Linked DNA regions of Mus musculus: regions 2, 3, 4 and 5 are each linked to region 1. A link is a contact called in public ChIA-PET, HiCAR-type and promoter capture Hi-C data. All regions are on one chromosome and are shown on one strand. Each heading gives the region's core, a stretch centred on a gene start, on an enhancer-like site or on the middle of the called end of the contact. The rest is flanking DNA. Distances are from core to core; before and after follow the strand shown.

The links. Promoter capture Hi-C pulls out the DNA fragments that hold promoters and counts their contacts. ChIA-PET counts read pairs in DNA pulled down with a chosen protein or histone mark. HiCAR-type assays count read pairs that join an accessible place to other places.
Region 2: a contact with region 1 is called in a promoter capture Hi-C map of pre-B cells, with 3 times the contacts expected there. The contact joins the promoter of Wiz here to the promoter of U2af1 in region 1. A contact is called at or near these places in 1 of 39 promoter capture datasets (pre-B cells), 2 of 115 datasets of contacts at active chromatin or transcription factors (memory CD8 T cells and pancreatic cancer cells) and 1 of 9 other capture datasets (liver).
Region 3: a promoter capture Hi-C map of erythroid cells shows a contact between it and region 1, with 4 times the contacts expected there. The contact joins the promoter of Brd4 here to the promoter of U2af1 in region 1. A contact is called at or near these places in 1 of 39 promoter capture datasets (erythroid cells) and 2 of 115 datasets of contacts at active chromatin or transcription factors (the NIH/3T3 cell line and astrocytes).
Region 4: an RNA polymerase II ChIA-PET map of memory CD8 T cells shows a contact between it and region 1, with 12 read pairs. The contact joins the promoter of Abcg1 here to the promoter of U2af1 in region 1. A contact is called at or near these places in 1 of 39 promoter capture datasets (cranial neural crest) and 1 of 115 datasets of contacts at active chromatin or transcription factors (memory CD8 T cells).
Region 5: a contact with region 1 is called in a HiCAR-type map of astrocytes, with 2.7 times the contacts expected there. The contact joins the promoter of Ephx3 here to the promoter of U2af1 in region 1. A contact is called at or near these places in 1 of 39 promoter capture datasets (the 3T3-L1 cell line), 2 of 115 datasets of contacts at active chromatin or transcription factors (astrocytes and embryonic forebrain) and 1 of 9 other capture datasets (adipose tissue).

What each region holds. Positions count from the first base shown.
Region 1 is chr17:31,656,476-31,662,716 of GRCm38.p6, forward strand. It overlaps U2af1 (U2 small nuclear ribonucleoprotein auxiliary factor (U2AF) 1), which reads right to left and starts at 2,279. Exons shown (of 8, transcript NM_024187.4): 1 at 2,178-2,279. The coding sequence starts at 2,221.
Region 2 is chr17:32,384,830-32,391,070 of GRCm38.p6, forward strand. Wiz (widely-interspaced zinc finger motifs) reads right to left here and starts at 2,988. Exons shown (of 11, transcript NM_001372227.1): 1 at 2,744-2,988. The coding sequence starts at 2,930. It overlaps Rasal3 (RAS protein activator like 3), which reads right to left. Exons shown (of 18, transcript NM_001374604.1): 18 at 5,830-6,241.
Region 3 is chr17:32,281,781-32,288,021 of GRCm38.p6, forward strand. Brd4 (bromodomain containing 4) reads right to left here and starts at 2,353. Exons shown (of 20, transcript NM_020508.4): 1 at 2,283-2,353.
Region 4 is chr17:31,055,176-31,061,416 of GRCm38.p6, forward strand. It overlaps Abcg1 (ATP binding cassette subfamily G member 1), which reads left to right and starts at 2,519. Exons shown (of 15, transcript NM_009593.2): 1 at 2,519-2,681. The coding sequence starts at 2,640.
Region 5 is chr17:32,185,649-32,191,889 of GRCm38.p6, forward strand. It overlaps Ephx3 (epoxide hydrolase 3), which reads right to left and starts at 3,822. Exons shown (of 7, transcript NM_001347341.2): 1 at 3,387-3,822; 2 at 3,138-3,223; 3 at 2,763-2,920; 4 at 2,528-2,656. The coding sequence starts at 3,800.

The sequences.
Region 1 (6,241 bases), core at 1,029-3,528:
GGAAAAAACAAAACAAAACAAAAAAGCCCCAAAGTTAATAGGTACCCATGTTCCTGTTTCAGCTAAAACCACATAAATAATCTCAGTTTGTTTTTTTTTTTGTTGCTGGGTTTTTTTTTTGTTTTTTTTTTTTTTTTTTGGTTTTTCGAGACAGGGTTTCTCTGTATAGCCCTGGCTGTCCTCGAACTCAGAAATCCGCCTACCTCTGCCTCTCGAATGCTGGGATTAAAGATGTGCGCCATCTCGCCTGGCTCTGTTTGTTGGTTTTTAAAATTGTGAATAGCTTGTTGAGATGGCCCTTCTCCACACAGACATGAGCACAGGGCCTGAGTGACTATGCTTCTGGTTTTGAAGTCCCAGCCTTTAGGCATCATCACAGGGAAACCTCTCATGTGAGAACTGGCATACACGTGTTCTAGCACATTTTCTCTGCAACCAGTTTAGAGAAGGTACTCTTCCATAACACCAAGCAAATTTGCATGTATTTTTGAGACAGAGTTGCTAGGTCCTGGAACTTTTTTTTTTTTTTTTTTTAAAGATTTTTTTTTCCCCCGAGACAGGGTTTCTCTGTATAGCTCTGGATGTCCTGGAACTCACTTTGTAGACCAGGCTGGCCTGGAACTCAGAAATCCGCCTGCTCTGCCTCCCAAGTGCTGGGATTAAAGGCGTGCGCCACCACTGCCCGGCTAAAGATTTTATTTAATGTATATGAGTACACTGTAGCTGTCTTCAGACACTCCAGAACCTTACATATGGTTTTGAGCCACCATGTGGTTGCTGGGAATTGAACTCTGGACCTCTGGAAGAGCAGTCCGTGCTCTTAACTGCTGAGCCATCACCAGTCCTGCTTCCTAGAACTTGTTATGTAGACCAGGCTGGAACTCAGAGATCCACCTACCTACCTCTGCCTCCAGAGTGCTGGTACTAAATGTACCACCACACCTGGCTTTTGAGTGTTGATTTAAAAGTACTTTAACGGCTTTACTTTAAATTACATATATGGGGAGGGGGAGGGGTGCCCGTGGCGGCCAGAGGCAATGGATCTCCCAAGATCTGGCACTACAGGTGGTTGTAGGACATCAGATTGCAATAAAGGGGATTCAGGGAACCACACTACTGGCCTCTTCAAGAGCAGTTCACACTCTGAACCACTGAGTCATCTCTCTAGTCCCTTTAATGTATTTTAGTCATCCTTAACACAAGGCACAACCTTCCTCCATGACTTCCTGAGAACCCAGACTTTATTCCAGCTGATTCTCCAAGACTGGTCTAGACCTAACATCCAATTAAATGTCTCTTGAGTGACTGCCGATTCAGGCATGAGACTTTTAGAAACATCCCCTCTTTCAAACACTGAAGACTGTATAAAGGTGCCTGATCGGACAGCCTCCATCCTGGAAAACAGAACATTTTAAGAGTGAGAATGTGGCACCAAAAACGTTATCTATTGCAAACGCTTACCACCGTGACTGACATCTGCATAAACCTTGTACAAGATTCAGAAACATAAAGATGGTGACTACTTACTGGAAGCAGATTAAGCCAGATACTTAAATCCTTAGGTTTTCAAAGTAGGAATTATCCTTGAAAGTGTCCGAAGACATTCCCCTTAACCTAAATTTCAGCCGACACGCGGAAATGAGTATGTGCCTCGCAGCACACGACCACAGGCGGGAATATTGCTATTCCTTTTCCTCTTACCCTAACAGTTGGCTACGGAAATGCAAACCTTAATTTAAAAAGAAAGGCGGGTCCGCCAACGCTTAGGCAGGCAGGAGGTTTATTCGGTCGAAACCGCTCCCAAAGGTCGGCCCCAGCACTGAATGCTAGAGAGGACGGGGCCACAGCACTTCCGACACGATAACTCAAAGCCTAAAGTTGCAAGAAACGTGTTACTTCGCCACAGAAGCCCCGGGCAGCAGTGGGAGCGCGGCGTGGGGCAGGGCCCCGCGTAGAACCCGGCATGGAGCGCCCGCGGTGGAGCTCGAGGCGCCGAGGCCCAGCCCGAGCCGCCCGCCAGTCCCGCCGCCCGGCCCACGAGGCGGCGGCGCCGAGCCGCGCGAGGTCTCCAGGCCCGAGCCAGCCGCCACGCCTGGACGTCACCGCCGCTTGCCTCGACCGGCACCCGCTGCCCGTCGCCTCCCCAGCCCAAGTCCCGGCAGGCCGGCCCTACTCACTTGTCTTTTTCGGTGCCGAAGATGGAGGCCAAGTATTCCGCCATTTTCGAGCGGACGACTCAGGCACGGCAGCCGACGCTGCCGACTACGCCGACGTCCCTCCGGAGACGTCACCCGACGCGACGACGCTCTCCCCACCCGTCGTAGCGACTCTGTCCAATTGGGAAAGGTGCTGCCAGCGCGGGGGCGGGACGAAGAGCATGAGGAGGCTCCGCCCCTACCCTGGCGCCTGCGCACTCCTTGGCGCCCGGGCGGGTCCCGCGCATTGCTTGCGGCTTAGGCTGTGGACAGCCGCTCCGCGCGTGCTCAGCACCGCTGTTTCCCGCTCCCGCCGCTGGGACCGCGCCCTCTCCCCTTGCTGGCCCTCCTGTCCCAGGCCTCCCACCAGTGCAGCTGTAGATAAGGGGCTCTGTCCGGCCTCCTGGAGGGCCTTAAACCACAGCATCCTCACAGTCACAAGGCTCACCTTCAAGTCACCAAATTTCCAGGCAGAGCCTAATCTCCGTTATCTCAGGCAGAGACCCAGGCTGCGGGGTCATCTTGGTTGGATGACTTTATCTGCTCTCTCTGGCTATAGAGCCACTTCCATCCGAGGACGAACCGTGGAAGAGGGTTGTGGGAAGCTGGGGTCTCCTCACAGGCTCTCACTAGTTAACCTGGTTACTGGAACCAGGATGAATGACCCGATCAGGTCCACCAGACCATTAGTTTGTTCATCCTTCTTTCTTCCCACACGCCCATTCACCCCTCACTAATTAAGCTACCCAACTATCCATGCCTCACCCATTCATCTTCCCCTGTCACATCTATTTATCTCTTATTTGGAGACATTAGAAGAATAAGCCCTGTGACACATATATAGACACAGGCTGCTACGATGTTTGTTTTATTGAGCGTGTTTTGTTTTTTGTTTCTCCATGGGATGGTCTTGTGTATGCATCAGGCTACATAGCTACTATGTACAGCTACAGATGACCTTGAACTTCTGATCCTTCTGAATCTCTTACCATCCTGAGTGCTAGGGTTACCAGTGTGTACTACCAAATAGGTTTATATGATGCTGTATGTTAAGCAAGCACTCTATCAACTGAATGACATCCCGAGCCTTGGTTGGTGTAATGTTTAAATCCACTTTTCTGAGTTATGGAGAAGAGGCTTCTGGGTATGTCTGTGAGGGCAGGGATAACCACTTCATACTTCGCCATGCATTGTATCACTGGGCTCTCTCTCCCTCAACTACAAGTAACTAATACAGCTGGTATAATATTGCTCCAGCTGACATGACAGAGAGTTTAAAAGAATACAGACCTGGTGACATCTATTCCTGTTGGTGGCCTTCTATGGCTCCCAAGGCTCTAAGTATACAGGCATCTTTCCACTTTTTGTTTTGTTTCTTTGTCTGGTTGGTTTTGTTTTCCAAGATAGGGTTTCTCTGTGTAGCCCTGGCTGTCCCGGAACTCACTTTGTAGACCAGGCTGGCCTTAAACTTACAGGGATCCACCCGCCTCTGGGTCCTGAGTGCTGAGCCTTCCTGGTGTGTACCAACACCACCTGGCTTCAAATGTAAAAAGTTTAAAAGGCAAGCTGGGAAGCAAGTGATAAAATACTGGTATTGATCTTGCACAGGCAGTGCCAAGATCTATCTATCTATCTATCTATCTATCTATCTATCTATCTATCAGTGAGTGATACGAGACCCCAATACTTCTCCAGTCATTTATCTTCCCTCTTCTTAAAGGATATAAAACTCAATGCACACCTTTTATCCCATGTTTGGAAGGCAGAGACTGGTGGATATATATGAGTTTAAGGACCAGCCTGGTCTCCATAGAGAATTACAGACCAGACAGATCTACATAGTGAGCCCCTCCAAAAAGAAGGAAGAGTGTTGGCTGAGCTACTCAGTGCTACAAATGCTTACTTAGCATTCATTCATAAGGCTCTAGGCTCAATCCCCAGTGGTTTTGTGTTTAAGGATACAGATAAAAGAGGGAGGCAGTGGTGGTGCACACCTTTAACCCTAACATCTGAAGCAGAGGCAAGCAATATCTGTGAGTTCAAAGACAGCCTTGTCTACAGAGTGAGTCCCGAACAGCCAGGGCTACACAGAGAAACCCTGTCTGGAAAAAAAAATGCAGATAAATGGAATTTATAAGTGCATGTGGGAAGCTCTTTGCCAGCAATAGAGCTGGCAACGAGGATGCTACCATATGCCAGGGAGAGCAGTAAGCTGGCCGTGACAAGCTGCAAAGAAGCAGGAGCAGTTGAACTTTAAAGGTGAGCATGAATATGCAAAAGTGCAAAGCAGTAAAGCAACCTGCCTGGATGGACTGCTTCCTCGCCGGAAACAGCTGAGAACCACACTGGCAGGTTTTCTGTGAACCTGCTGCATGAAAACTATCATTTGAACAAGCACTAGGGGCTGAGGAGGCAGTGTGCCAGCCGGCTCCATTTCTAGTGAGGCAGGGAGGGCTAACAGAGGAACAGGTGGCACCGTGAAGCTGGCAGGTTGGAAAGGCTACAGGTGTGAGCGTGGGCATTTTGCCTCTTATGCAAAGGAAACCAGGAAATGTTCCCTGTCTGGCTTTCTGGTATAAGTCCCATAAATTCCTAACCGCTAAGCTGGCCTGGAAGAAAAGCCAGCCTTTGGTATTCTGCACAGCCCCTCAGCGCATCCATCCTGAATGTCTTTTGAATAGTCATGTTCTTGGCATTTACTGTCCCTCCCTTTATGAAAGAAGTTTTATATCCTTTAAGAAGAGGGAAGATAAATGACTGGAGAAGTATTGGGGTCTCGTACCACTCACTGATAGATAGATAGATCTTGGCACTGCCTGTGCAAGATCAATACCAGTATTTTATCACTTCCATAATTGCAAATGTTTAGACAATTGGCTAGTTCCATCAGCACATGCTTGCATGGTCTCTAGGTCTCTGGTTTTGTTTTATTTATTTATTTATTTATTTATTTATTTATTTTTTGGTTTTTTTGAGAAAGGTTTCTCTGTATAGTCCTGGCTGTCCTGGAACTCACTTTGCACACCAGGCTGGCCTTGAACTCAGAAATCTGCCTGCCTCTGCCTTCTGAGTGCTGAGTTGATTAAAGGCAAGGGCTATTACTGCCCGGGTTTTGTCTTATTTTTTTGAGACAGAGTCTTGCTGTGCAGCCTTGGCTGGCCTGGAATTTACTATGTAGACCAGGCTAGCTCTAAAGTGACAGGGATCCACTTGTCTCTGCCTTCCTGGTGCTGGTACTATAGGCATGCCATCATACCCACCCTGGGATCACTATGTTCAAAACAACCCAGGTCAGAGCCAAGCAATGGAGGCACATGCCTTTAGTCCCAGCACTTGGGAGGCAGAGGAAGGCAGATATCTGAGTTCTGGTCTACAGATGAGTTCTAGACCAGCCATGGCTACACAGAGAAATCCTGTCCAGAAAAACCAAACTAAATCTAACCAAAATAAACAAACAAACCAGAACAAACCAAAACCATCACCACTGCAACTAAATCAAACCAAATCAAAACAAAACAAAAACCAAACAAAACAAAACACCATAGCCCAGCTTTTGCATGGTGGCACACACTTTTAAGCCTAGTACTCAAGAATCAGAGCCAGTATAATTTCTGTTATTTTAAGGTCAGCCTGGTCTACATAGCAAGCTCCATGACAACCAAGAGACTACACAGAGGCTCTTTCTCAAAATCAAAACAAAACAACTAAACAAAGCAACCAAACAAAACGACCAAACAAATAATAATAGGGGAAAAAAAGGACTAGCCAGTCATAAGCCTGGTGACTTGGTTTCTTGGGCAGACCATTACCTCCCTGGTGCTGCCTCAGGACTTGAGATTCCCCTCAGTCCCTATGATGCCCACCTTTAACCTTAGGGCCATCAACACAAGATTGCTGGCTCCTAAGGTATCTATAGAGACTGGCATTTAGCTTCTAAGTAGCCCACTTAAGTCCAAAGGTCTCCCACTCCAATCAACATAAGAAAAGTTACAATGTATAATTACCTTGCTATTTAACAAGTTGCTTTGTTACTATTTAGGTAGTGG
Region 2 (6,241 bases), core at 1,738-4,237, 730 kb after region 1:
ACACACACCTACCTACCTTCTCCATCTCTCCAGTCTTGGGCCATCTGCTACATGGAGAAAAATGCCTAGTCCCTTGGAATCTACAGAAGATTTCTTGAATTCTTACAAAGTTAAGACTCCAGACCTGCCCTGACTAGCTGTGTAACCTTGGACAAAGTCCTGGTACTCACTGGGTCCTGAGGAGGGGACTGCTAAGGGATAGCCCTCAGCTCCGAGGACCTGCTACTCACCATGCCCCCTCTTGCCTCATACTGGCAGGCGCCAGCCATCCTGTCCCAATCTTTACAAGCTAGGGCTTCTGTACTGATCTCCGTGCTTCATGTTGCTTCCTCCTCACTCTACGTCTTGGTTCATCTTCCCTGACCCAGATGAAGGGCTCCATGACAGCAGGGATGGCATGTGCTAGGCCCCTTCTTTACCACACTCTAGAAAGGTGGGTTCATAAATACCTGAGCATCATGAGAAGAGCTGCTACGCAATGTCAGATCAAGGAGCTCCAAAAGTGTAGAGGGGCCATAAATAAATAAAGGGCTCTGGGAATGGGGCTGAGTGCAAGAGTACATGCCTAACTTTTTGAGGCTCTGGGTTACAAACTCAGCAAAACAAAACACAAAACAAGAAAGAAAACAACAGAAAAGAGTGGGGGGTGGAAAGAAGAAAAATTACTCAAAAGCTTAAAAAGAAGCCTGGCATGGTGGCATACAGCTTTAATCCTAGCACTCGGGAGGGAGGCAGAAGCAGGTAGATTTCTGAGTTCAAGACCAGCCAGATCTACAGAGTGAGTTCCAAGACAACCAGGGAAGACGACACAGAGAAACCCTATCTTAAAAGAAAAAAAAAAACGCACAGCAGAATAAAACAAAAAAACAGGGAGTGACTGGAGAGATGCCTCAGTGTTTAAGAGAACTTTCTGCTCTTCCAAAGGAAGGGTTCAATTCCCAGCATTCACTTGGCAGTTCCCAACTGTCTGTAGTTCCAGTTGCAATGGATCTGATACCTTCTTCTGGCCCCTGCAGATGTTACATACAGGAGCTGCACAGATATATATGTGCACAAAACAACCATACACATAAAATAATAATAATGAAAAAGAAAAAAAACTTAAAAGGGAAGGCTGGGAAGCTCTGAAGTATCTCGGATTCCAGCTCCAGGTATCTAACAGCCCTGGCCTCTTCAGGCACCGGCAGTCACGTGCACATACCCACATACAGACATTCATTCATACCATAAAAATAATCAAAACTTAAAAAATAAGATGAGGCATGGAAATGTAGCTTAGTGGGAGAGTGCTTGCCTAACATGTAAAATGCACAAAACAAAATGCCAGGAGAAAGAACAAGTGAATGAAAGGGAAGTTAATTTAAAACTAAAGAGGGCCGGGCATGGTAGTTCACGCCTTTAGTCCCAGCACTCGTGAGGCAGAGGCAGGCGGATTTCTGAGTTCGAGGCCAGCCTGGTCTACAAAGTGAGTTCCAGGACAGCCAGGACTACACAGAAACCCTGTCTCAAAAAAAAAAAAAAAAAAAAAAAAAAAAAAAAAAAAAAAAAACCAACCAACCAACCAAACAAACAAACAAAAAAACCAAACAAACCAAAAAACAAAAAACCCAAAAAACTAAAGAGGAGGGCTGGGGCAGAACTCAATGGAACAGCTTTTGCAGAGTATGTGCAAGGGCCTACGTGCAATCCCCAGTTCTATAAAGAACAGAATAAAACAAAGAAGGAAGAGGGGTGTAAGGCCACACTACTGACTTCACCCCTCAGGGTTTTGAATTTCCCATTCCTAACATGAGATACTAAATAACGGAGGCTCTTCCGACAAAGGTTCTAAGTATGATGTGAATTGAGAAGACAAAGAACTTGGCATGTAGGAACCACAGAAGAGGTGCTCGGAATTTATTAGAAGGCCAAGTTTTGGGGGACCAGCCACACCAGATTCCTGTTAAGTCCTTAAACATACCAGGCTCCTCCCCTCTGCAGGGCCTTTGCCCATGCTGTCCCGCCACCTGCTGGGCACGTCCCACCACTCATTCTGTGCTGTGCCTCAAACACCACTGTGTCAGGTGGCTTTTCCTGGAGCGCCCAGCCATGGTCCTGGCACTCAGTTTAATATCTGCATAGCCTGCATAACCTGCCCTTATGACATCTGCTCAGTCGTTCCTTGTCCACCTTCCCTTCTGGAATGCCAACCCCTGGAGGACAGGGACTTTTGTCTCTTTATGATTATTTCCCCAGCACCCAGAACAGAAAGTGGCACAGCAGGTGCTCAGTGTTTAATAAACGAACAACAAATTGTGAGGTGGGGACAGTGTGAGCTAGCCTTGTATGGGGTAAATCAAGATGGAAAGAGGCAACTCGAATCTCCCCAGACTTTACCTTACCACTAGAGGGCACTCGCTCAGGAGCTCCACTCCATCAAGACTGCAAGAAGGAACAAGTGGGCTTTGGGCAAAGAGCTCAGGGTACTGACATGGGATTTGGATACAGCTGGTGTCCAGCTTAGAGAGGAAAGCCAGGACACTACAAGTATGAATCCCAGTTTCTTACATCCAGTCATGGGCTCCCAAGACATCTGTTTTCATAAGGGCAAACTGAAAAGCGGTACGTGGAGCACTAAAGGAGGCTATGTGCATCGAACAGAATTCCAATTGCAACTCAGCCCCTGCTGGGTGGGGTGACCTGACTCTCTCTGGGCCTGGGGGACCAAGTGGGAAGCTTCTTTAGGGCCACAGAGCCCTCTTACCAGAAATGCCACTTCTGCCATCCAGAATGTCTCGAGGGCCTTCTTTGGTGATTGGCAGGTAATGAGAAGATGGAAAGATATCACCTTCCCCCTCAGCAGCCTCAGCCCCACTCTCGATGTCCTCTCTTGGAGCGGGGCCTCGAGGATGATCCGGGGCAGCCAGGCCACCTGCCAGTAACCCCTCCATGGGTGCCAGCCGTGAATCTTCACTCAGTACCTGGCAGGTTCAGCAGGACATTGTGGGCCTGGAGACAAAGACAAGGAAGACCTTAAGAGAGTAAGAAGAGAATTCTGTTTGTTCTCCCCTCTCTCAGAACCCTAGTCCTCTCCTTCAAAGCCTATGGCCTCAGTTTGTCTCTTAGTTGAAGTGAGGGGTTAAGTGGTGTTGAGGTTCCATTCACTCCTATTATAATCCAATCACCTCTACTGGGAGCGAGTCTCAGTACACTAAAGCGTTCTCTTTCCCCAGCTTCTTCACAGCCTCCATTCACCACAGTTACACACGCACATTCAGTCACCTCAGCCCTCCCTCATCACTCCTTCCACCTCCACCTATTCCTCCCATGGCTCACTCACAGCTTCACCGTGTCCAGCTGCTTTCCTGTGACTGCATAACCTACAGCCATGCCTCCAGTTTCCAGGGTCCCCGCTCTCTCCCCAGTGCAGGGTCTCGAGGGCCCCCATCTTTGCCCTTATACTTTACTCACTTCTGTTGCCCCGTATCAATTACCCCTACACTTTTCCAACATTCACATCCTTCTCCCTACCCAGGAATGTAGGGTTATTAACCCCTTAGCCTCTCCACACGCTCAAGTGACCCCACCATTAACCCTTTCCCTTCTCTTAGCATGATCTCTCATGCATACCAAGCCTGGGCTCCTCCACCCTGCCACCTTCCAATAGTATTGCTTGCATCCTCCACCGATATTGGTTGTTCTGGCCCGAGGATGAAAAGGACCGATGGGGCTCCTGTTTCAGAAATAAGGACCCTGGGGGGGAGGAGGGCGATTGTCCTCTCCACCTATAAATACCTTCAAGGTAGAGCAGAAAGTGAAGGGCAGGAATGAGGCGCTCTCCCCAGGGAGATGGTGGTGAGGCCCGGCCCAGGCAACCGGGGCGGGGCCGGGGCTCCAGGCCTGGTAGCAGGCGTTGCCCTCGAGGGCCTGGGCGCTCCCGGGGGGCCCTACACAGGGTGGGTTGACAGTCTTGGCTGGAGGGGTCCCTGCCCAGGCCTGGAGAAAGCACCTGCGGGTGCCCACTCGGGTAGGCACTGCTGGCGGGGATCGGGCAGGACCGCAACTTCGGAGCACTTTGGCAGCTTGGGGAGGGGGCTCCAGTCCAGATGGTCGTTCCCTACCCCACCTCCCGCAGGGGTCGCAGAGGTAGGGGCGGCGCTGCGCGGACGCACCCTGCGGGGAAGCCAGGGTCCCCAGGATGCGCCCTTCGCCCGTGCACCTCGGGGCGGGAGACCCCGCGGGACGAGCTGAGGTGGGGGGGGAGACACCTGCCTCGAGACCCCCGATCCTCCCCCCACCTGTACAGCCCCGCCCCCTGCAGGCCCCGCCCCTGCAGGCCCCGCCCCTCCCCCGCCCCAGGGGGTCCCGCCCGGCCCGACCGGGCCCAGGCCTCCCCTCCCTGCTCCAGCTCCGCCCCGTCCGCGAGCTTCCCGGGCTGGGTCGAGCCTCACCGGGGGAGGCGTAGTCGCTGGCCGGGAACTCCCCTACTTCATAGGGCCGTCGCTGCCACTACAGCTGCTGCCCCTCTTGGTGCCGGTGCCACGGCCTCCGCAGCCACCGCTGCCTCCACAGCTCGGGGGACATTGTCCCTTTAAATCGCTCCCCCCCCCACCGCCCCGCCCCTCCCCCCCGGCGTGCCGACGTGACCTCAGCGCGACAGCCCCGCCGCGCCGCCATGATGAGGAGGTCTGCCCCCCCTTGTGCCACTTTGGGGGTGGGGTGGGGAATCCAACGGGCGCGCCGCCATATTGGGAGTGGCCAAGCAGGTCACCCTTAAAGGAGCCGCAGGACCTTAGCGTCTAGGGAGGGGCTCTGTTACCATGACAACATACTGTCCTCTGCACCCCACTGGTTCTTTCTATACTAGGTTTGTTAATAACATGTAGGTTTGTTAATAACAGGTGAGTTCACAGCAGGGAAACGTAGAAGTTTTCTCTCGGATCATTCATAGCTCATTGAGGACTCCACCCAGCATCAGTTCTTAGCTTTCAATCTCTGCCAGTCATAAGGTCAGTCGTCTTTCCTCGTTGTTTGTATTGGACGTAAACATCTCCATTACTTTACGTCTGTACCGAATGTTAAGCTCTCCTCCGCCTAGGTTTTGGGATCATGGCCTCCAGACTAGCCCATATACACACATCACAAACTGGTTGCTTTCTCCCATCCATTACCCATTTGTCCACCCATATATCTACATACTCAATCTGTCAACCTCTCAACAACACAATAAACAAATCACCTCTCTAAACACTCATCTATCCAAAAATCCACTTAATCTACCCACTCATATCCCATGTACTAGTCCATTGCTTCTCTATCCACAGTCAAGGGATTCAACAGTCCTACCAACATCCATCCATCCATACAGTCATCCATTAGTTGCATATTTGTCATCACCAAATGGTGACAGGAGTTCATGTCTGTCTACTTTATTATCTTCCCACGGCTCATTTGGGAGTCCCAAAAGACCTCAATAAATGTGAGGTGTGTGTGTGTGTGTGTATTTGATTACTCATTTAGTTCAAGTATTAATTTCCTATTAGCCTTCTCTAAGTAAATATATCCATTTTGATTAGAGATCTGCCTTAAACCAGGTCAAATGATCAGTGAAGTAGCTAACCTAGTCACCTGCCTATTGTCTCATCCACCTTACTCAACCAGCCATAAAACTCAACTGTATTCTCACATACCCTCCATCTGTCTCCCAGACTCATTGCCCTCCCTGCCATAACGTGCCTGGATTGTGATATGGCATCTAGAAAGATTCTGTTACTTGGAGCTTGAAATATTGGTAGGGGATGAGGTTGGATAGGTGGGTGGGAGGTCTGTGCTTCATGGAAAAGCAGGTGGTTCCCCCCAAAAATGATCAATACCCTTTATTGAATACCTTTAACTAAGAGTTTTCCACTATGTGGAGAATTTTTAGATACACTTTACAGAGGAGAGAATGGAGTCTCTTAAAGTGACAACCTTAGATCACACCAATTGTGAGGATCTGCTCATTATTTCCAACTTCAGGAGACTTCAAATTAGGTATGAATTTGGGAGACCTGAATGGAGAACTGGGCATTCTCTTGTATTAATCATTTGTAGGGGCAGAGAAACCGGTGATTTTCTGAAATGGATTTACTGGGCAACCTCACAGTTACCAGAGTGATTGACACCTCCCACTCTGTCCCCCACTGAAGGCCATGAAGGGCTGAGGCAGTCAGAAAATCCTCTGTAGTGGCTCTCTTGGCTTCCAGACCATATATGGAGTGGG
Region 3 (6,241 bases), core at 1,103-3,602, 630 kb after region 1:
CTGCCAAGTTTGAGGACAGCCTGGACTCAACCCTGTATCAAAACCCTGCCTCCAGTGCCTAGAGAAGGCAAGTCTGTAACTGCCACTCTTGCTGAGGCCTCAGGCTCTGGTCCCAGCATTCTCACGGCTCCTCACAACCTTCTATAACTCTAGTTCATGAGGACCCGAGGCCCTCTTCTGCTCTCCAGGGGAGAATGCATGTGTGCACAAATATTAATAAACATACTCTCCACTCTATAGAATCTCTAACTCTCAAGTCATTCAACAGCCTGAATTGTGTAACTTGAAAATACTGCCGCCTTCTGTATCTCTCCAAAAGTGAAAGTGTAATTTGGTACAAAGATCACAAAACTGGCTCAAAAAAGATTAACTCTGGAGACAAAGTCTAAATTCCTTTAAATAATTCAATAATTTAGTGGAAATTTTACTAAGTGGTCTAAGGTTCTCCAGCAATCCTTAGATAAAAGTTCCCTCTTGCAGCCCTCCAAATGAAACACACGGGCATTCAGAACATCCAAAATGTCCCAGTCACTTTTGTATCCTAGCTTTCATCAATAAGCAAAATCCCTTATCTTTAGCAATTTGCATGTGCAGAATGCTAACAAGATAAAAAGAGGTTTATTTCCAGTTAAGACCAACTAATACCACTTAAAAAGACTTACTTTACCTTGAGTCCTTAAATACTTTATTGGCTACCAAAGATAGGATGTACAAATCAGCAACAATATATTTTATAATTCTGGGCTTTTCCTTCTAGATTTGATCAATTCAATTCAGTCTTTGACAGTGTTACCTTTTCCAACCTTCCTAGTTGAAGCTTTGAGAAGGAAGGAGTTGGTTACCTATAAATGCCCTCTATGGAAAGATCATTCTCCATCCAAATTAAAGTGAATAAAATAATGTTCTTGTAAATTATTGTAAAGCCCATAAAACTGAGCCCCAGCTGAAGACTTCTAAACAGGGTTTGTCTGTATACCCTGGCAGTCCTGGAACTCACTTTGTAGACTAGGCTTGCCTCGAACTAAGAAATCCACCTGCCTCTGCCTCCCGAGTGCTGGGATTAAAGGCGTTCGACACCACGCCCGGCTAGCTGAAGACTTCTTGAAATTGAAAACACATTCATAATTCCTTTGCATTTTTGTGGGTGACATTCTTTTTTTTTCTTTTTTTTTTTTTTAATTTATAGCTGTCTTCATAAACCCCAGAAGAGGGCATCAGATCTCATTACAGATGGTTATGAGCCACCATGTGGTTGCTGGGATTTGAACTCAGGACCTTTGGAAGAGCAATCAGTGCTCTTAACCGCTGAGCCATCTGTCTAGCCCTGTGGGTGACATTCTTTACAACACCCAAGCTCTACCAATTCCAAGGGAAGTTGACATCTCCATTCATAAAAATTTTCCAATTTTTTATTATAGCACTGAAGAGCACATTGGCTTAGAAGTACACTGAGAGTTGGATTTTAGTAACCAGGGGCTATTAATATCACCTTTGATGATAAGTAAAGACATTCTCAAGAGGGCTGCTGCAACTGGCATCCAACATATATACACACACAGGAGATAATCTCACCAGATTTCGAAAAGCATAAACAAGTAAACAAGCAGGCTAAAAACACTTTTAAAAAAACAAACAAAAAAACCCTTGTCTTGAGTAACAGGGAGGTCAGCCAATCAGCAGAGGCACATGACTCACCCACCGGCCTGAGCAAAAGTATTCACACTGTCCACTACACTAACGTGGGATTTCCCATCTCCAACCCAGCTCGGCCTTGGGGGCTTCTTGTTTAAGTGCTATTTCCGTGTTTGTGTGTAAGGGGGGGGGGGGTCATTTTGCTGAATCACAACTCTCCAACATCCCCACCCTAAACCGACACACTCCTGCAAGTAAGAAGCCATTGCAAGGGACGGCAGCAAGCAGAGACCCATCAAAACAAAGCACCCAAAGAGTAGGCTTCCAGGTTGGGAGTGGGTGGGTCGAGAGGGACTCCTGGTCCTTCGTCACCCTTCCTGTCCCCTGGGTCCAGCCTGGAGCAGGCGTGCAATGGAAGCTCTCTCCCTGTGAACAAAATCTTCTACCTCTTTCTAGGCAGAGCTCCGGGGACAGCCGGAAAGGTGAGACTATGAAGCGGGAACTCGCTATCCCAGCACTGGCAGGAGTACCCAGCTGACGGAAGGAGAGCGCGCCGGGGCACGACGCGCAAGAGCGACCCGCCCCAAGGGGGAACTGCAACCAGAGAGAGCGGGCGGTACCCGCGGTCAGCATCCCCGGCCCGGACTTACGCGGCCCGGCGCGCACCGCAGATCCAGAGGCAGTCGCTTCCTCCTCCTCCTCCTCCTCCTCCTCCTCACTTGACAAAATGGCGGCGGCAGGAAGTGCCGGGAGCTTGGCCCGCCCCCCGCCCGCCCCCGGCCGCCCAGCGCGCCCGCGCCCCCGGTCCCGGTCCCGGTCCCGTTCCCTGCCGCCGCCCGCGCCAAGGGGGACAGCGGCGGGCGCAACTGCCCCGGTACAAAGTCCGCGAGCCCACTCGGCCGCCGCCGCCCCAACGGCGCGGGCTGCCCCGGCAGGGCGCGAGAAGCACCAGGCTCCGGGCCCACGAAACTGCGGCCTCCCCACCCCCGCGCCGATGGCGTAGGTGGTGGCGCACCAGCCCCATTACGCAATGCAGGTTACGCGGGCCGCGCCGTGGGGCCCCGGCAGCCCGCCTCGCGGCCGCGAAGGACACCGGTCCCCTCACCTGAGACGCTAGGCCGCACGCCGCCGCACGCTGTCCGGGACGCCAAGCCGGGGCCCGTCCGCCGCGCCCGCCGCGCCGCTGCGCTCACAGGCCCCGCTCGCCCGCGGGCACTGCTGGCAGCCTCCGCCGCAGCCGCCGCCACTGCTTCGGTTCCTCGGCTGCGGGAGAGCAGAACAAACAGCCCTGCCGCCGCCGCCAGCGCACTGATGTCACCACGCACGCTGCGCGCGCGGCCCCGTGTCATCGCCGCCGCCCGGCGTGCGCGTCCCGCTGGTCCTCCCAGGTCCGGAGAGCTTCGTTAGTGCCGGCGGCGGTTGTAGAGGTGAGGACAGGAGACTGGCTCCCCCGACTGGGGGGAGGAGGGCGGGAGTCCTTGGAACACGATCGAGGGTCTCTGAGGACTGTGTACCCCAGAGGGATACACAGAAGAGGGAAGATCAAGAGAAGACAAGAAGAGTCTTCAGGGCCATCCATAAGGAAACAGCTTTTCGGAGGAAGCCGACACGCAGACTCAGGGAAGGAACCTTGCAGATGAGTGGGGATCTTCACATGCAAGAACGACAAGAAAAGATTTTTTTTTTTCCCCCAGAGCTGAGGACCGAACCCAGGGCCTTGCGCTTGCTAGGCAAGCGCTCTACCACTGAGCTAAATCTCCAACCCCAAGAAAAGATTTTTAATCCAAAAATTTAAATAATCCGATGACAGACTCAAAAGAGCAGATGGTGAAGAGAGCCCTCAGACAGGTGATAGAGGAACATTAAGGCCAGAGGACTATGGCTAGTTGTGTGTCAGTGGGAACTGACAATTGCTGAAAATACAGACACGTTTCACTATATTCACTACACTCAATTTATGGAATCAACTTAAGGAAAATATTTCATGTATCATGAAATAAGAGAATGAGCCAGCGGGGATTTTTTTTTTCAGAGCAGGATCTTAAGAATTCTTACCCTTCTTGTCTCAGCCTTCCAAGTAATGAGATTACATGTGTTCACCACCACACCCAGGTCTTCTTGGCTGGCCTCTGTAGAGGAGCTGAAGATTGATCAGTACGGATCTCTAAGCCTAGAACATTCTCTTTCTTGTCCTCCAGATTAACTTTAATTCTTGAAGACGTAAGTCAGCTCCCAGCATACTCTGAACTAGGTATGTGACCATTTGAGGGGTTGCAAAACATCCCAGCCTGGAATACAGAAGATCTTTGAGATTTTTTAAGACAGCATTTCTCTGTATGGCCCTGACTGTCCTAAAACTTAAACTAGAATAGCCTTGAACACAGAAATCTGTCTTTCTCTGCCTCTTAAGTACTGGGATAAAAGGTATGTACTACCACCCCCAAAGAAAAAATTAGAATTTTTAAGGTTCCCCATGTGTGTGTGTGTGTGTATGTGTGTATATGTATGTATGTATATATATATATATATATGCATATATATATATATATATATATATATATATAGAGAGAGAGAGAGAGAGAGAGAGAGAGGTGTCCAGAATTAAGAAGGCTAAAAGAAAAAGGTAGGCTGAGGCAGAAGGATAATAGGTTAAAAGGAAGACCACCCTGTATTAGTGAGACTGTCAAAACATCAAACAGGTGCTGGTGAGATGGCTCAGTGGGTAAGAGCACCGGACTGCTCTTCCGAAGGTCCGGAATTCGAATCCCAGCAACCACATGGTGGCTTACAGCCATTTATAATGAGATCTGACTCCCTCTTCTGGAGTGTCTGAGGACAGCTATAGTGTACTTACATATAATAAAAATAAATAAATCTTAAAAAAAAAATCAAACAGGCTGGTGAGATGACTCCAGTGGCACTTGCTGCCATTTCTGACTACCTGAGTCCAATCCCTGGGACTGGCCCTCTGACCTTATAAATAAATATTTTAAAAAAAAAAAAAAAACAAGAAAGAATAAAAGTATTCCCTACTATTGTGTTTTAGTTGTGATTAACCAAAGGTTAATTGGTTATATTGGTATATTCTAAGCCAAGTAAAAATTTTACCTTTGACTATGATAATTATGAGATGTAATTAGTTATAAGAAGTGAAGAAATTGTAACATTTGTTAAAGCGTCTAACTTTGGGCTACAGATCATGAAACTCCCCCCCCCCCACCCCACCCCCCAACATACACACACACACACACACACACACACACACACACACACACACGGTTTCTCTGTATAGCCCTGGCTGTCCTGGAACTCATTCTGTAGACCAGGCTGGCCTCTGCCTCCCAAATTCTGGGATTAAAGGTGTGCGCCACCACACCCGGCCATGAAACTTTTAAATATCTTCTAATTTTGCATGTTATTTCCAAAAGGTGCTCAGAAAGAAAAAAAAAAAAAAAAAGGTCGGGCAGTGGTGGAGTTCGCCAGCCTGGTCTACAGAGTGAGTTCCAGGACAGCCAGGGCTATGCAGAGATGGGGGGGGGGGGGGGGGGTTCACACGCTGAAAGGGAGGGGAAAATAACTCCTGAAAGTTGGCCCTGACCTCCACAAGCTTGTGTAATTTACACACAAGTGGATATATGTAATACCTTTTGAAATTAAAAAGTAGTCTGCCATAATAGTGTATGCCTAGGGCTGGAGAGATGGCTCAGTGGTTAAGAGCACCAACTGCTCTTCCAAAGATCCTGCGTTCAATTCCCAGCAACCACATGGTGGCTCACAGCCATCTGTAATGAGATCTGATGCCCTCTTTTTGGTGTGTCTGAAGACAGCTACAGTGTACTCATCATATACATGAAATAAATAAGTAGACAGACAGATAGCGTGTGCCTATAATCCCAGCACTTGGGAGACAGAAGCATCCAGATCTTTTTTGAGTTTGATGCCATCCTAATCCACATAGGGAGGATCAGGCCAGGCAGGGCTACAAACTTGGTGTTTTTGTTTGTCTGTCTGAGACTGGGTCTCACTGTGTAGTCCTGACTGTTCTGGAACTCACCTTGTAGATCAGGTTACCTCACAGATCCACCTCTGCCTCCCCAGTTCTGGAATAAAAAGGCCTTTGCCCCACAGGGCTGGGCTTAGTAAATTATGGTTAAAGAAACCCAATTGTAGCCGGCCGTGGTGGCGCACACCTTTGATCTCAGCACTCGGGAGGTGGAGGCAGAGGCAGGCAGATTTCTGAGTTCGAGGACAGCCTGGTCTACAAAGTGAGTTCCAGGACAGCCAGGGCTATACAGAGAAACCCTGTCTTGAAACACCAAAAAAAAAAAAAAAAAAAATTGTATCAGCTTTAAGCTGAACTGCCCCCGCCCACCACTTCTCTTGTGTTACTAATTTAATTTATTAGTGTTACAGGCAACAAATGCTTTTGAAAATAATTTGGAGATGCCAGTTTGCAAGGCATAATAAAATCTGGCTCCCCCACCCCCTGGCAGTTTATACCCTGATGGTAGTGGTACCGGCCTTTACTCCCAACACTCTAGAGGCAGACAGATCTCTAAGTTCAAGGCCAGCCTGGTCTACAGAAAAAAAATAAATGCTGTCTGGAAAA
Region 4 (6,241 bases), core at 1,269-3,768, 600 kb before region 1:
AAATAGCTGTTCATCACCAAAGGAACTTAAAGGTGGCAGGAACCTGGAGGTAAGAACTGATGTAGAGGCCATGGAGGGTGCTGCTTACTGGTTTGCTTCCCCTGGCTTGCTCAGCCTGCTTTCTTATAGAACCCAGGACCACCAGCCCAGGGGTGGAAACACTCATAATGGGCTGGGCCCTCCCCATCAATCACTAATTAAGAAAATGCCTTATAGCCAGATCTTATGGAGGCATTTTCTCAGTTAAGGTCCCCTCTTTTTAGATGACTCTAGTTTGTGTGTCAAATTGACACAAGACTAGCCAGCTTAGAAGGTAACAGTCCCTGAGAGAAACTACCACATGAAGGCAGAGTACTGAGAAATCAAAGTGTGTGTGTGCATGTGTGTGTACTTATCCTTGGCCCTGTTGCACATGAAACCAGTGTTCAGAACTTACTCACTACAGAATGATTGGAACCTACTCACTGCAGAAAACAGTGTACTTGGCCAGTCAAAACTGGCTTTCTGTCACTTACAGCACAAGTCTGTCCAACTCTGCCACTCTCTCATTCCCTGCTCAGGCATGAAGGGGATGCCAGGAGTAAACAATGGAAAAGATACTTGTTTGTAGGTAGGAAGCACCCATCACTTGTGGGGTCCATTGTGGCCAGGGGGACTACTACCCCATGGACACATATATGAGTGGGAACCCTTTCAGTGGCCCAAGCCACACCAGTGAGAACCCCACACATGGCTGTCTCTGTCTGAGCCCTGTGCATTCTCAGGAACCCAGAAAGCCCTGCCTCCCATCTGAAGCTCCAGTACACAGGCTGCATGGAGGCTGCTGGGGGCTGGAAGCTCATTGGCCTACTTTTGAATTAAAGGTTCATCAAAGGAATGTGAATCAAAGGGGGCGTGGAAATGGGGGAAGGGGTGGGGATGGGGTTGAGTAGAAGGGGCTTGAGAAAGAGAGAAATGCCAGAAGAAAATTCTGAAAGTAGGGAGAACAGACAGAGGGTAGATATCTGCAAAACCAGGCATGCTGATACCATGGCCTGTGTCCTGGTCACATTATTCAGTGTCTCCCCTTGTCCATTCTTGCTGCTTTACAGCATGGTTGGGCACCAGGGCAGACAGTAGCCCAGGCCCCAGAAACCTTTCTCACTCCCTGGGAGGTTTGTACTCTTTTTTTTTTTAATCTGAATTTTATTTTTATTTTTTTTCTATCCTTTTTTTTTCCATTTTTTATTAGGTATTTAGCTCATTTACATTTCCAATGCTATACCAAAAGTCCCCCATACCCACCCACCCCCACTCCCTTACCCACCCACTCCCCCTTTTTGGCCATGGTGTTCCCCTGTACTGGGGCATATAAAGTTTGCGTGTCCAATGGGCCTCTCTTTCCAGTGATGGCCGACTAGGCCATCTTTTGATACATATGCAGCTAGAGTCAAGAGCTCCGGGGTACTGGTTAGTTCATAATGTTGTTCCACCTATAGGGTTGCAGATCCCTTTAGCTCCTTGGGTACTTTCTCTAGCTCCTCCATTGGGAGCCCTGTGATCCATCCATTAGCTGACTGTGAGCATCCACTTCTGTGTTTGCTAGGCCCCAGCATAGTCTCACAAGGAGGTTTGTACTCATAACCTTCTAGAATGCCCTGGCTTTGTCAGCCTTCTTGATACCAGATAGGGCCATCGGTCCCTCCGGTATTAGAAGCCCACCCTCTTCCCTCCAAACTCAGCCACACCCACTTTTCTTTCTGTGATGCTAGGGAGAAGCTTAGCTGAGGTCAAGGATCTGAGGATGTGACAACCACTTGCCTGCCCCTTTCTAGGAGAGCAGAAAGTACCCCAGCACACCCAAGTGTTGGAGCGGGTGGCTCTACTGTGCTGGGGGTGACAGAGAATCATTTCAACAGAAGACTTAGTTTAGGATCTGAGGTTGGGATTAAAGATTTTCACCACGGTTACCACGCAACGTCCCATTTACAAATCACAGGGGTTTCAGTAGGGTACAAGAACGTGGCTGTGTAAGACACTGGAAACACCCCTGTGGCTTATTTGGGGATGGAGTGGTGCTGATGGAGACCTAGGAGCTATCTGTATGAACGCCCATGCTGCCTCAATTTAGGGTCACCGCACACTAGCGCTAAGGGAAAAGCCCTGGGGCTGTTTTCTACGTTTGTCCCTGGGGCTTCTACCTGGAAGGCATGCATAACAAAGGCAGAACAAAGGAGCCACCTGCCTTCTTCCCTATCCCATTGATCTCAAGCTACCTCGGGAGGTTTCCGAAACAAGGACCCCGTGGTTTGTAGGGCGCCCCCACTGGTTCGTCTAGGGTTGAGCTGGCCCAGCTCCTGCAGGGTCCCTGAAGTGGGCTTCCCAGGCCCAGGCGGTTGGGAGAGGCCTAGCAGACAGCTTCGGGTCCAGAGCATCCTCCAGCCGCTCCGCAACAGGAGCAAAACAAGAGCACGCGCACCTGTCGGCGCCCCGCCCCCTCCGCCCGGCCCAATCGTGGGCAGGGGCGGGGCCGGGGCGCAGTCGGAACCCGCGCAGAGCGCCGCGGAGGAGCAGGAGCAAGCGCAGCCTCGTTCCTGCAACCTCGTCCCCGCCGCCCGCAGACTTGTCTCCACTGCCGCTGCCGCCGCCGCCCCCGGGGCATGGCCTGTCTGATGGCCGCTTTCTCGGTCGGCACCGCCATGGTGAGTCGCACATCCTTCGCACTCCGGGCTGGCTTTTATCTTCTAAGGAAACAGGAAGCTCAAAGCCAGGCTGGCTGGTCCTCACACCAGCCGCCTATGAGCGCATCCTCCGGGCGCTGACCTGGGGTGCTCTGGAGAGGTGCCCGGCGCTGCTCGACTCCGCCCTGGCCACCTGGAGCTTTGAGATGCTCCTGTACTGGCTTAGGGCATCCAGAAGGTGGAGTGGGGCGCGGGTAGCGAGCAACCCCACAAGTGGACAGGTAGATGGCCTTGACTTGTCCGCCTCCTGGGTGAGGGGCTGGAGATGTGGAAGCGCACTGGGGAGGGACTGCAGGCTCAGCCCGAGGGAGGGGAGGGTCAGATCTCTCTGAGGAGCTCTGTGGAGCGGGCAGACGGCGGGGGACTTCTTGCGCCACCCTCTGGAGTCCTGGGCACAGTGGGGGGGGGGGGACACAAAAAGAGAAACTGCGCCCCACGAAACGGAGCCTGCTCTCCTGCGCTCCCCAGAGACAGCTACTCTTGGAGGAGGCAGCGAAGTCCCAGGGGAGACAGAGGAGGACGAGCTCAGATCCCTGCCAGGGTGAGGGTAGGGTGTGGGCATTTACACGCCCCCATCCCCCCAGATACCAGTGTTAGGACAAAACCTGGGTGCTACAGAATTGCTAGACAAGTATTGTTTCTCAGAGGTGGGCAAGCGTCTCCTCTTCCACGGTCACTCAATGCTCCAGGAGAAAGCTAACATACAACAACAAAAACCAGCCCACCATCTGTCTGGTCTCACCCTTGGCCCTACCGGCTCTGTCTAACAAGCGGACATTGCGGTTAATAACCTCTTAAGCTGACTTCAGACTGTGGTGGAGTATAAACAGCAAGCCCTCCGTTTTCCCACCCGAATCGTGCCTTTCTTTCTGTTACTAGCCTGCCTGTTCCTTCCCAATACGCTAGAAGCCCACATCTCACAGTCCCTCCCCTTTATTTCATTTTTAGCATCCTGTATTTGAAGTCAGCAAGGCTCCCCAGGATTTGACCGACAGTTACCTCTTGCCTTGCGCTCTAGAGGAAAAAAAAAAAAAGCACTCGGCTTTGTGCGCATGCTCTGCTCTGACAACCGCATCCTGTGATTCCAAACAGGTTACTGTAGAACTCGTCTCGAGCCCTGCCCGCCGACTCATTATGTAATGATTTTGTGTAAACCGATAGAATGGAGCAAAGATGCACTGTGGTGATGGTGGTGGTTAGCAGGGGGTGGGGTGAGGCGGGAAGGAAGACCCTTCTAAGCTGCTCCCCATCCTTGGGCTGTGCTCCATTTCAGACTCGCCAGAGTCAATGAAAACAGGAATCGCTTCTCCTCGGGTATTCCAGTCTGCACCTTTATCTAGTTGACTCTACCTGGAGGCTTGGTTAACACTGAAAAATTGGCCCTTGTGCACGTATCTATCAATGTGAAGATTATTACTAGCAACAGAAAATTATGATAATTGACGATCTTTGCAAAGAGAGGAAGTTTGATGGGTTCTCTCTGCACAGAACTGGTTTGAACATGTAGATAAACGAACCGAACTGCTGTAGGATATAGGTTTCCATACAACATTATGGTTTGATACAGCCCAGACCCCTGCTATGAAGTTACCAATCTCATAATAGCTGGGGTTTATCTTTTATTTTTCGGGAAACCTATTGATATATTTGAAAAGACGTTTCTTCCTGCAAACCTGGCACCTTTGTTTGAAGTTTTAAACGTCTATCTGTCTGTGGTTATACCACCTTGGGTCCACAGATCTTGTTTGCTCTTGGAAGCCAATCAGGGTCAGCCTGGTTGGGACCTGTTTGGGAATAGGAAGTGAAAGCCACTAGGAATATCGGGTGCTATAGACACAAAACAAAGATGAAGTTAACTTTTAAAATGTTCTATCTTGGTTATAACAAGACCTCAGGATTTGCTTTTTAAGAGTCTCCTGCTTTAGGGTCCTGCTGATGTTGTCTGTGTGACAACATCTGTGTCTCCTCTAAATCTGGAGGAGCATTCTGGAGGGGGGCCAGAGCATCTGGGAGTACTAGGTTCTCTGAGGTGGCAAAGACACACACGGTGGGCATGTCCTTCCATGGGATGGTCAGCCCTGGAGCTTTGTGGCATTGTGAGCGGTCACTCAAGTGTAACCTGCCCTTTAAGCTTAGCTCAGAGTGTGACATTGGGATACTTTTCCTGTGGGAAATTGCTCTGATTATGGGTTAGCCTGTTTTCCTTGGATGCACCCAAGATGCCCTAGGATACCGTCTGGGTGAGCATCCTAGTTGGTCGTGAGGAAACACAGAGAAACCGGATGGCCCCTGCCCCAGTGTGCAGAGAGAAGTTCTGTGTCAGAATGTATCTATCTCAGTGAAGGGGTCTTCCAAGCCTAGGTGAGGCTTGCTGGCTGTGTGTGAACTTCCCCCACTACTCTGGTGTCTCTAGCTTCCCAGCATTTGTGTGGAACTCACTGGACACTTTGCCAAGAGAGCAATCTCTTAAACAGCCTCCCCCCACCCCAGGGTCCCCTCTGTACAAAGTTCCCAGGAACGGACTTCCTGCCTTTACCGTCTGTTCAGTCCTTAAAAACACATTCCTTAAGGAGAGGGCACAGTGTCCAGACAGGAAGGTAGGGAAATGGACCAGCTGAGGGGGGGGAAACAGGAGCCGATAGGTGTTTGTTTTATTTTTAATGAGTTCAGGAGGCTGAGGCAGAGCTCGCTGTAACCTACATTGCTAGCTAGCAGCTCGCATCAGAGGATGTGTTTCCAGAGAGCTGGTCTATTTTGGAGTGACAGGCCACTGTCTCATCACAAAGGTTTTCATGATTTTATTAATTGGGTGAGGCCACTGGACACCGGTGGAGGAAGGGTGGGGCTGTCCTCTTTGCTGAAGGAGGCTGCCTAAGTTCCTGTTTCCTGTGCATTTCAGTCTAAAGAACACCCCTGCTGTATCCAGTGAACTAAGCAGCAGTCAAATGGCTGGGTGGAAGGAAGCCAGCTCAGGATGCTTCAGGGAGCTGGGTGTCCTGAGCCAGAGCGGCCACCTTGCTGCTTTCGGACTGGAGTGGGTAACCTCCCTCCCACCATTGGTACCATGCAAATGCTAAGAGCACGGGCTGCAGGCTGGAGTATATATACTAAGCGTGCTGGGTCTTAGTCAGTGTTTACAGTCTCTTGCCTAGCATGGGCACGCACGTGGTCTTGCTTTTGAACGCTTCACATCCTAAGTAGCTAACTCTGGCTGCTTCCGCCCGCCCTCCCTCCCCAGTTCTAATCACTCAGCTTGGTCTACCGGCTGGCAGAGTGGGCTCCAACTTAACCTGCTGATTAAGCTCCTCTGTCTCTAGTTCTGTGGGTGACTGATACCACCGCCTTCTGAGCCTGGAGCTCTGGGCTTGGGTTCCCTTTCTGGGTCCCTAGCAATCTTCAAACTGTCTTTATGGAGTTTGCCTCTCTAGTCTCATCTGTGCCAAGTACCCTGTTTCCTGTCCTCCTCTGCCCACATGATAACTGTAGGTCTAGGTTTCTATATTCCAGACTCACTGTTCACA
Region 5 (6,241 bases), core at 2,572-5,071, 530 kb after region 1:
CATATTGTCTTCACAGATACAGACCAGGCAAAGCTGGAGAGATGAGATAGATGGCTCAGGGTTTAAAAGTGCATGCTGCTTTTCCAGACACCTTAAGTTTGCTTCCCAGCACCTCTGTCGGGTGGCACTAAATGATTGTTACACTAGTCCATGGGTTCATGGGTTTGTTTTTTTTTTTTTTTTTTTTTCTTCTTTTTTTTGAGACAGGGTTTCTCTGTGTAGCTCTGGCTGTCCTGGAACTCACTCTGTAGACCAGGTTGGCCTCGAATTCAGAAATCCGCCTGCCTCTGCCTCCCAAGTGCTGGGATTAAAGGTTTGTGCCACCACGCCTGGCTTAGTCCATAGGTTCTAATGCTCTCTTCTGACCTCCATGACACACACAGCACAGATATATACATATAAACATAAAACAAATAACTCTTACTGGGTGGTGGTGCCATATGTCTTTAATCTCAGCACTCAGAAGTCAGAGGCAGGCAGATCTCTGAGTTTAAGGCCAGCCTGGTCTACAGAGTAAGTTTCAGGACAGCCACAGCTACACAGAGAAACCCCCTAAAAAAAAAACAAAACAAAACGGGAGTTTCTCCCTCTAAAGCTCCTGGGTACCCTCAGGAGGCACCAGCAGGCTTCTCCTGTTTAGGCCTAGTCATATTCCCTCTGCTTTAGGTAATAAACATTTATTGAACACCTACTGTGTACCAGGCTCCTGCAGAAAAGGGTAGGATGAAATGGATTTTGAACACAGTGAAGATTACAGTACTTCCCAGGTCAGGTATGGGGTGTAGCTCAATGAGGATATGTGATTAGCAATCTTGGGGTTCTAGATTCCATCATCTCCTACACTCATACCAACTAAAAAAGGTCCAAAAACATTAGAGAGCCAGAAGGAAGGAGCGTCTGATCCCATTGTGGCGTGGTTTATTAGTTGTTTGTGTCTTTGCTGTCAATGCTGAGTACAGAGGCACATGCCTTTGATCCCAGTGTTCAGAAGGCAGAAGCAGATGTATCTCTATAGCCTGAGGCCAGCCTGGTAGATTCAACAAGCCCCATGCCAGCTTAGGCCAACATAGTGAGACTCCTCTCAATAAAGAAACAAACAAACAAATGGAAGAGAGAAGAAAAAGAAATCAAAGACAGACATCATCTCCTTTGCCTCAGTTTCCCTCAACTAGAACATGAAGCTAGCAACGCTTTCATCAGCCCAAGAGCCCTGCATGGTGACTTTGTATGCAAGTCTATTATAGGCGACTGGCAGGCACAGGTTGACCACCCTCATCCAAAAAAATTTAAATGCCCCAAAATCTGAGTGGTTTTATTTTTTTTTGGAGACACTGTATTGCCTTGGCTAACTTGGAACTCACCATATACACCAGACTGGCCTTGAATTCACAGAGATCCATCTGCCTCTGCCTCCCAAGTGCTGGAATCCAAAGTATATGCCAGCTATACACCAGCTGACTGACATCTAATGGTTCAATGTACAGTTATGTGTCTGTGTGGGCGCGCGTGTGTGTGATGTTTGTTTCAGACAGGAAACAACATAGCCCAGGCTGCTCTCTAACTCACGATCCTCCTGCCTCAGCTTCCTAAGCATTTATCTATTTACTTATTTTTAGACTTAATTCATGTTTTCGTTTGGTTTTGGTTCAGTTTTATTGAAGCAGGGTCTCACTATGGAAAACTCATGGAAATCCACCTGCCTCTGCCTCTCAAGTTTAAAGGCATGTATCTGGCTTCTTTTTAGACTTAATTGTTTTTATTAATGTTTGTTATTATTTACATGTATGTATTTGTACCACATGTGTGCCTGGTATCCACAGAGGTCAGTTTAGGACATTTAGAGCCTTGGAACTGGAGTACAGTGGGATACCATCTGGACACTGGGAATCCAACTTGGGTTCTTTGAATAACAAGTGCCCTCCTCTGTTGAGTCATCCCTCCAGCCCCTGCCCCTCAAGTGCTGATAGTAGTAGGTATATGCTAGTATAGTCAGCTCCACGAACTTTCCTTCACGTACAAAGTCACTAAGATTATTGTATGAATTTCTTTCAGTCTACTCAAGTCTAGGTACAGGAAGTATATAGGAAGCATAAATTAATGTCATGCTCAGAGCTAGGCTCTAGCAACAAGATGATCTGATGATGTGTGTAAACACTCTAAAAATAAAAGAAAATGCAAAAATCAGAAACACTCCTGACCCAGGCTTTTCCCTCCTTCCCCTCTCTCTCTCTCTCTCCCTCTCCCTCTCTCTCTCTCTCTCTCTCTCTCTCTCTCTCTCTCTCTCCCTCTCCCTCTCTCTCTCTCTCTCTCTCTCTCTCTCTCTCTCTCTCTCTCTCTCAATGCTGGAGAGCACACCTTTTCCCGCTAATATAGTAAACAAATGTGCAACCACTTAACTATACTCCATCACCTCCAACCTGAAAGTGCTCAAGACAATTTACATTACTCCTAAGTGTACTAGCATTTATCTGGATCCCCGTGCCAGGTCACAGGTGAATACACGGGCTTTAGGCATAGTCCAACACACCTTGGATCACTGACATGGGAGGACCATTGGCCACAACCATACGCTCCACTAGGGATGGGTAGTAGATGGAGAACTCCCAGGCAAGGGAGGCCCCCCAGTCGTGGCTCACGAGGATGCACTTGGAGTACCCTGGTGGTGGGAAGAGAGAGACACAATGGTATAAGATACAGTAGGGATGAGGTAGACGTGTAGGAGTAGGTCCCAAAAGGAGCAAAAATGAGAAGATGAGTCATACCCAGGCCTAGGATGGTATCCTTGATGTCATCCAACAACAAGTCAATGGTGTAACAATCCACTTCCTTTGGAGCATCAGAGGGACTATAACCACGCATGTCTACAGCCACGACATGGAAATGGCTCTGAAACTCTCGCAGCTGGTAGCGCCAGCTGAACCTGTTGGGTAAGGGAGTTGGGAGTTTAGTCAGCAGAATGCACCTCCTATACCCAGCTTTGGGCCATCCCACCTTTCTGCTCTGGACTTCTTAGGAAGGAAATAGTGGAATCCCAGGATTACTCAACCCTACCGGTTCCCATTTCCCAAGTACCTCATAGTCAGAACTCTACCTTTCCCTAGTCCAGTGAGCATCAGGATCCAGGGGCCCAGACATACCAGTTCTCTGGGAAGCCATGCAGAAATAGCATGAGTGGCCCATTGCCATGACCAGCAGAGACATAGTGCAGACGCAGGCCGGAACTCTGCAGAAGGACCCAATCTAAGTAAGAGCTGAAGGGTAAGGAAATATGGGAGCTTCCTCCCGAGACTTGAACACCCAAGGATGTTCCAGATCCGACATTTCAACCTCCTTTCTTCAATCCGCATCCGCCCCCTGAAACCTACCTTCACGGGAGGAACACTCACCCTGAGGGTTAGAAAGCAATGCTCGCCCAGCGTGGGGTCTCTCAGGCACTCTGGGGGAGACAACCTCTGGCGGCCGCAGCAGCCCCTGCGAGGACGGCACATCACATGGGTGAGCGCGATGCAGCTGTAGACAAACGCGGCCACCAAGGCAGCCAAGTACACCAGGCTCATCACCAGCGCTCGCAGCAGCTTCAGCGAGAGGCGTGAGGGTGCGAGTAGCGCTGTCACCACAAACTCCGGCATATCCTTGCGCTCTGGGACGACTACAGAGCCGCCGTGGTCGGGAGACTGAGCCAGGGGTGCTGGCGCCAGCAGCCCACCACCTTTGTTTTGGGATTCCACCGTGCTATCGGAGTCCACTGGACCGGTCGAGGAAACAGATGCGCGGCTCGGACAGATACTGCCACCTCTCATGACTCACTCTAAAGTGGCAGCTAAAGTACCTGGGCAGAACGAGACACTTAAGGATGAGGGGGTTGGGGGTGGAGCCTGCGAGGACCTGGTTTCGGAGGTTGCGGAAAGAGGGACCGTGGGCGGAGCCCTAGGACATGCTGGATGGAGTTTAAACAGGAACAGAGAATTAAAATTTCTGTAGCAGGTGGCAGTGTTCAGGACCTAGAAAAGGCTCGGCAGGTAAGAGCACTTGGCAGCACACCTGCCCATCTAACTTTGATCCCAGGGAACCACAAGTGGAAGGAGAGGACTGACTCTCAACTGTTCACACATATACTGCAGCACATGCACCCCTCTATGCTTTAATCTCAGCACTCAAGAGGCCGAGGCAAATGGATCTCTGAGTTCAAGGGCAGATGATTTATATCTAAAGTTCTAGACTAGCCAGAGCTACAACCCCCCCCCCCCAAAAAAAAAAAAAAGCCACTGGCAAAGCTCTAAGGAAGGAGAGTTGAATCCAGGACGAAGGAAGGGAGGAACTCTGAGATGGGTGGAGCTTGGAACTCTGAGATGGGTGGAGCTTTGATCAAAGGAGCGAGGCATATCTAAGGTAGAGGTTAAGGGGTGTGGCTTATGAAGGAGGAAGGGGAATTAGGTGGAGTCTGTATTTGGATGAGAAAGACTGAGGATAGGTTTGTTGGCTTGGGTAGAATCTAGACCCAAGAACGAGTCTGTTCTGGAGCTGGAAAGGGGCAAGAAACTAACGTGAAAGTGAGAGTTTAACAAACCCAGAAGTGGAAGAGCAAATAACGTTACATAGCTGGGAATTGTAGGTAGGTGTGGGCAGTAGGAGTCTCACCGTTTGCCTTCCAAGCTGGAGGGCTTGACCTAGAAGACCCTGCCCTGAATGAGACCCATTGTCCTGGTTCCAACCCTTCTTTGTCCTCTCGTCCCGTTGGCTTAGGGGGTCCATCATCCAGCGGGCACTGGTTTCTAAGGACAGGTGGGGCTTAAGTGCTAAATTGCCAGAGTTGAAGGCCAAGCTCAGATGACAGCCAAGGGCAGACCCTGCCTCCTAGAGAACAGGCTGGATTTGAAACCTGGAGTTGGCCTGGGCATATTGGATTACGGAGGCTCTGGTTGAAAGAGGAAATAGGGCAGTGCCTAGCATGACGGGGCATGGTGTCAAGCAAGAATTGTGTCTCAGTAATGAGTCTGCTTCTCTTGCAACCTTTCCCAAGATCTTAGACTATTTTAGGGACACCCATTATTTAACCCTAGAGTAGCCCTGCATTATCATATCCTCACAGTACAGATTATGAACCTGAAATTTGGGGGTGAGGTCATTTTGCCTGAAGTCATACATCTGGCTTAGCAGCAAAACAACGTAGACATAGCCATCTGTGCTTCATCCAACACCAAGGCTACTGGCAAGCTTTCAGAATCTCTTCTGCTGGTTACTTAGATATCTAGAGGAATATTAGGTATTTAGAGAGATACACTTCCTTTCTTTTTCATCTTTAAAAGTATGTATTTGAAGAACAGTCCTTTCTGTTGTAAAGAGCTCAACTTGATGAAATTCCAGAAGAAATTTCATTTTAAAAACATTTTAGACTTTAGACACATTAAGAGAACAGTCACAGACTCTTTAAATCAGGAACAATGATAACATAATGCCCTGTCATATCTGGACCTAAAGTTACAGCAGCCTGTCATATTTACAGAAGTAGCAATAAAATCAATACTGTGAGTAACTTCATTTAAGTGTCTGTTTTGCTATTTTATCTTGGCCTGGGGTATATTTCAAAATTAATGTGATCATTAAGGTCCATTACATTGTGTCCAGGACAACAGTCATCATTTCAGCAATCATCACTTTATTTTTTTAGGATTTATTTATTTATTATATGTAAGTACACTGTAGCTGTCTTCAGACACTCCAGAAGAGGGCGTCAGATCTCATTACAGATGGTTGTGAGCCACCATGTGGTTGCTGGGATTTGAACTCAGGACCTTTGGAAGAGCAGTCAGTGCTCTTACCCGCTGAGCCATCTTGCTAGCCCCAGTAACCATCACTTTTAAAGGAGCAGAGTGGTATAGAGAGATACACTTCTGTAGCTGCTTCTCTTTCTCCAGTACTAGTGACTGAGCTTAGAGCCTTCCTCATGCAGGATAAGCACTTCAGCAGGGAGCTTCACCTAATTTAGCCTTAAAAAAAATCGGGGCTGGTGAGATGGCTCAGTGGGTAAGAGCACCCGACTGCTCTTCTGAAGGTCCGGAGTTCAAATCCCAGCAACCACATGGTGGCTCACAACCATCTGTAACAAGATCTGACTCCCTCTTCTGGAGTGTCTGAAGACAGCTACAGTGTACTTACATATAATAAATAAATTAAAAAAAATCACTGAGGGCTGGAGAGAAATTAAAAATTAAGAGCACCAACTGTTCTTCCAGAGGTCCTG